Regions from separate parts of the Rattus norvegicus genome. Here region 2 is linked to region 1. Evidence: chromatin contacts called from public Hi-C data. All regions are on one chromosome and are shown on one strand. The core of a region is the stretch at or near the end of the contact, and the rest is flanking DNA. Distances in the headings are between cores, read along the strand shown. Region 1 holds the start of Naf1 (nuclear assembly factor 1 ribonucleoprotein). Region 2 holds the start of Npy1r (neuropeptide Y receptor Y1).

The links. A called contact is a pair of places that touch in the nucleus more often than the background predicts.
Region 2: a contact with region 1 is called in a Hi-C map of Schwann cells, with 4 times the contacts expected there. The contact joins the promoter of Npy1r here to the promoter of Naf1 in region 1. A contact is called at or near these places in 3 of 12 Hi-C or Micro-C datasets (the A7r5 cell line, Schwann cells and frontal cortex).

What each region holds. Positions count from the first base shown.
Region 1 is chr16:27,633,605-27,636,316 of GRCr8, reverse strand. It overlaps Naf1 (nuclear assembly factor 1 ribonucleoprotein), which reads left to right and starts at 1,354. Exons shown (of 8, transcript NM_001024772.2): 1 at 1,354-1,730. The coding sequence starts at 1,459. LOC134482367 (a long non-coding RNA gene) reads right to left here and starts at 1,506. Exons shown (of 4, transcript XR_010058372.1): 1 at 1,371-1,506.
Region 2 is chr16:27,812,137-27,814,854 of GRCr8, reverse strand. Npy1r (neuropeptide Y receptor Y1) reads left to right here and starts at 1,468. Exons shown (of 3, transcript NM_001113357.1): 1 at 1,468-1,492.

The DNA.
Region 1 (2,712 bases), core at 105-2,604:
TAGCATTCAGCTGGGTGTCTCTGCACTATTGGTCAGTATCAATGATGCATACCATTCATAAACCCCAGCTTCAGTTCACTTGACAGGGATTTCTGTACACTGAAAGCACGTTAGGCAAGTCTTGCTTCTCCACAAAACCTTATTTAATGTTCTATAAACTAGATGAGATAGTATTTGACAGATAAGAAAATTAAGATTTAGTTACAGCAGGTGGCATACTTCAGGAAAAATGATAGAATTGGGGTTTAGGACACGTGCATTTACTTGGGAAATACTGCCTAATCGTTGTGTTAGTGCCTGCCGTCTTGACTTCCTACTTCATCTAGAAGGCTCTCCAGGATACAGCCCACCGATCTTAACGTGCCATTGCTGTGCTCTGGAATCTTCTCTTCTATATTTCACCTCTCTGCTTCTAAAACTCACACTCGACTGTAAACGTTTTAATGTGGAACAATGCCTGGATTACCTCTTCCTTTACTTTGAGAGTCTTCTGTGGAGCTCCTACAATAAATTGTGAGTAAAGAACACAAAAAAATTTCCATAGTCCTTCATGAACGTGCACTAAATTGTTGCAATATTATTAGGTGAGGTATTGAGGCATCGAACGGAAGACCCAGAAAAATCAGAAAATTCTGATCTTTTTCTAACTCTCTCTCTCTCTCTCTCTCTCTCTCTCTCTCTCTCTCTCTCTCTCTCTCTCCCTTCTGAATGCTGGGATTAAAGGTCTGTACCAATACCTGGCTTCTCTCGCAAGTCTTAAGAACTTGGGGCTTGAGTGCCTTAGATCTGACTAAAGGACATGCTACATTTTAGAGTCCTTCCTATGAAGCTGCATAGGATATAGCATTGCCAAAACGTCATCAGTAAAATCCTTTTACCTGTTTTCCATATACTGGAAAAGAAAAAATAGTTTTTATGTTTCTTTTACGGTGAGAATGTAAATGCTTTTTATCCTCATTTAACTTTCTTTTTTTTTTTTTTTTTTTTTTTGGTTCTTTTTTTCGGAGCTGGGGACCGAACCCAGGGCCTTGCACTTCCTAGGTAAGCGCTCTACCACTGAGCTAAATCCCCAGCCCCCTCATTTAACTTTCAAGAGAAGTTACTCAAAGTATCTTTTCAAGACGTCCTGACTCAGGATTCTCATGTACAGAAACTAATACCATAATCCTCCTTTCTTTCCCATCATGCCTGGAAACCCTAGCTTTAGTGAGAGGTACAGCTCCTCAGAAGCAGTGAACACGACGGACTTGGGACCGCGCGGAAGCCAAGTTTCCTCTGTACTTCAAATCCTCCAGTCCCTGGGAGCCTACGTCTCGTCCGTGACGTCACCCGCCTTCCCGGAAGTCCCGTGAATGACGCCGTGCGGTTACCTGAGAGACGCGCGAGTTTTAGTGCGGCGTGAAGGCGTGCGCGTCTTCTTAGGAGAACCTCGAGCTCGTCTTAGGCCCGTGCGGCGCCATGGAGGTGGTGGAGGCTGCCGCGCAGCTGCAGACGCTCAAGTTCGGCGGCTCCGGCCCGGGATCCGCAGCATCGCCGCCACCTGAGGAGCGCCCGGACGCCGAGCAGGCGGAGCAGGCCCCGCCGGCAGGGGAGCAGCCGCCGCCAGCCCCGAGCTCGGATGCTGGTGAAAACCCACCGCCGCCGAGCGGGCCCTGCGCCACCGCACCGGACGCCGCGGAGCCGCTGCCAGAGCTGCAGGACTCGGACTCATCGGACTCGGATTCGGACAGGTCGAGTGCAGGCGAACCCCGGGGCTGCCGAGGCCGGGCGACTCGGGGCCTAGGTAGTAGTGGGTGCACGCGCCGTGCCAGGCGGCGCAGCTGATGCTCTGCGCACGTGCTCTCGGACTGGTACCCGGTGTCGCCGCATTGTTTTTCCAGTCTCAGCTCACTTCTAGGAGTTCCCACTTACTTTCCAAACTTGATAGTTCGCCGAGTTACAAGGGAAGGTAGCAACCTGCTTACAGTGTAAAAAACCCCGACATTCGTAAACTATTTGTAAAGTTACTTTGCTATGTTATTATCATAGGAACTCAGTTTAACATGTACTTTTGGGTTAGAACTTCTGAATTTTGTGGTACTTCAGAATTGTTACTTTTTTCATCGACTACTTTTTTCAAACCTTAAGAGTTGCGGATCAGAAAAGGATTACTTACGTTTCAAAGTTCATTCTTCGCTCTTTTTTTTTTTTTTTTTTTTTTTTCTGGTGTAACCCAGACTGGTCTATAGCTGGAGGGGCTGACGTCGAACTCCTGGTCTTCTTGTCTCCACCCTACAAGTGCAGAGTTGTAAAGCCACCCACCACCTTTCTCTTAAAGTTGCTTGACAGTTGATATTAATCAGAATCTTTATAGGGAGCAGGATTTTATGAAACTTGCCAATCAGTTTTTTGGTATTTTGGGCGCTGAGCTTTACACAGACATTTCCTGTCTGCGTTCTTTGTGGAAGAAGATCCAGTATATAGAAGGTTATCAAACTACAAATGTTTGAATAAGCATGGGGTGAGGGGCGTTTCAGGAGTCGGGGCACTTTTAGAAAACCACAAAGAGAGGAAAGGGAAAATGGTTTCTAACAGAGAAGTGTGAAGAGATTGATGGAGAGAGCCAAGCCAATTATGAACAGCTTGTTTTCTTGGCAGTTCTAAGATGGTAGTCATCTTGCCATCCGAGCCTACACTGCTCGGCAAGGGATGCAGGAGGTAGACCAGGAGCCA
Region 2 (2,718 bases), core at 219-2,718, 180 kb before region 1:
GCACCTTAAAGAGACTGTGATCCCCGAATTGTTCCTATTTCCGATCTCATGTGTGCTCAGTTGTGTGACGTTTCACTTTTACTTTTAAACCATTAGAGGGTTTTCACATAACGCATATCTGCTGCCCTACAAGCACTGTACATTTTAAATCTGATCATAACCCTCTTCCATCCATAGAACAATGTGAATGTGCCCAGCTAAACGTATATTAGCTTTTGAAAATGTCCCAGACGTCACCTACATCTCTGTGTGAGAATCCAATCAAACTTGTATTGATAAGTAATCCTTATTCAAGCAAACCCTCAGGGGGAAAATTTTTTTTTCTTAATAGTGTAAGTTTCATGTGATTTTCTGTCATGGGATTTCATTGGCTTTTATTTTAAAAGCAAGTAATCTTTGTTTTGTAATGAAAATGTGTACATCCTAGGCAACATCTGTAGATTGTGTACTTCTTAACAGTTTGAATTAAAATAAGTTGTAGTTCCTAGATAATTTGTGTATGCATGTGTGTGTGTTCTTGTGTGTGCAATATTCAGCCTTGACTTTACAAGTGAAATAAAACCAAGTGAATTATGAAAATCAGTGTGTCAATAATTAGCCCGAACCATCAAATACCAAGAACAAGGTTTACAAGGACCATGTCTTTTGAGCACACCCACGATGTTCCATACTGTAGCAGATAAATCACCCGGGAAATTGCATTGACTCTTTCTGACCATCAGGGAGATGCTGGGATCATCGTGCCCGGCCCGGTTCCCTGCTCCCCTGAAAAATGAACTAGTCACTGAGAACAAATCTGACTCAAATGCATTTTCTTAGTGAGGAGGAAAAAGGCTCAAAGGCTCTCAACGGAGATCGCTACTTTGGCTTTTTAAAGGACTTCTTTTTGTTCTCTTAGACTGGGGGAAGTAACTTCTCGGTACTGGCGTGCGGAATAGTTGAGCGTCACAAGAGCAGCGGCAAACCCATTAGCGGAGGCTTTGCGGTGAAGTGCATCCATCCCCCTTCCCGTAAATAAGCTCTCCCCTTCATTCTTGACTAGGGCTTAAAGCTCGGACTCTCGGAGGAAAAGGACTTCGCCACAAGATGGCACTGACCTGCAGACAAAGGAAATAGCGGTGGCATTGACTTTTAAAACAGGCTTGTAAATGCGCCTTCCCTGAGTCAAGGACTAGTGGGGTGAGAGCTCTGTGCGTTCGGGTCTGACAGTGTGGCTTACGTTTATCTGCTTTTCTTTCCAGAATTCCTAGGCAACGCACATCCGAGGTGTGCATCCGAGGTGTTGGGAGGAGGTTGTGGGGGAAACCTTGGGTGATCCTCGTGGGGTGCCGTCACATGATCCTGGATGAGGTGGAGTTCGGCTTTAAGGGGGCGTCTCTTCTATCTTCCTCAATCTTTAGGGTTTGAGCAGGAGAAATACCAACAGATCTTTCTTCCCTCCAGTGACACTCGTCCCGCTTCAACACAGGCGAACAGACGGATTCTTTAAAAGGTAAGTTGCAAGTTAGTGTTTTTAAGGGACTTTTGAGAAATCTCTTATTGATGGGATGAGGTATGAGAAGAAAGATGCGGGTGTCTGATCCGGTTGTGGGAACGCAGCGGGCGTGGAGTGAGCTTTTTGCTTTGACTCCCAGTGGAAGCAGGTGGTAGGATATTCTAGATGTGGGACAGGACTGGGACATTATGGATCTGAGACCTCAAAGGGAGAGCGTACCTCTCGCAGAGTTCGCGCATCCCGGCGTCCTGCGCTTTGGGGTTCCAAAAGGAAATAAGTTTTCCTCTCCTCCTACTCTCTCAGAAAGCAGGGGAGGTGCCCCCCTTGGTCTTTCCTGCACCAAGATAGTCTTCCTCATTTTTCTGGAGCAGGCTGGAGCCTCTGCCCAGATGGAGATCCAGGAGTTTTCTTGGATAACCTGATGAGATGCACTGGGCAGGGGTGGGGGCGCCCGCTTGCTCCTGGATCCCGATGAATTTGTCCTGCTTCCCACCACGAGAGAAAATGTGGGGTGCCCCGGGACGCAGAGCCCAGGATGGGAGAGCCCCTGTACCTGCCCCTTTCAGGCTGTGTAGTACACCTTCCAAGACTTGAGCCCTGTCTTTTTGTTTCATAGTTTTAACCACCCAACTCCTCAGCCCTTTTTAAAAAGGCAGTTGTGCTGGGTTAGCAGGTTACGAATGAACTAGAAGCGGGGGAGGGAGAATGAGGGTGGTTTTAATGGTTCGTAGGATATTCTGCTGTTCCCCAGGTAGATTGCAAATAGATGGTAATGTTGGAAGGACCCTTATTGGGCTTCCGAGAGAGACGGACTGACCTCCGATTCGCGCCTTCCTTGTTCATTTGGGCTCTTTCATTTCTGCTGTTGGTCGCTTATTAGAGGCGCCCTGATAGATTAGCAAGTCTTTCCCGCTCCTCTCCTCCTTCCTATCTCCGTGTATGTGTGTGTGTGTGTGTGTGTGTGTGTGTGTGTGTGTAGGGGGGATTAGGAATGGGGGTAGTCAAAGAGATTCACATAGTCACATAGTTATACAATACAGAAAAGGGTGGTGAAACAGTTCTGATTGAGACTATCCCGGCTCCCTCTGGTAACTCCTAGACTCTAGGACAGAGAGCATGAAAACCCAGGAGAGGGGAGGGGAGGGGAGGGGCCGCGGAGAAGAAGTGGAGATGAGGTGTGTCTCCTACTTCCACTGTTCTTTCAATTGGAGTGCTCTGTGATT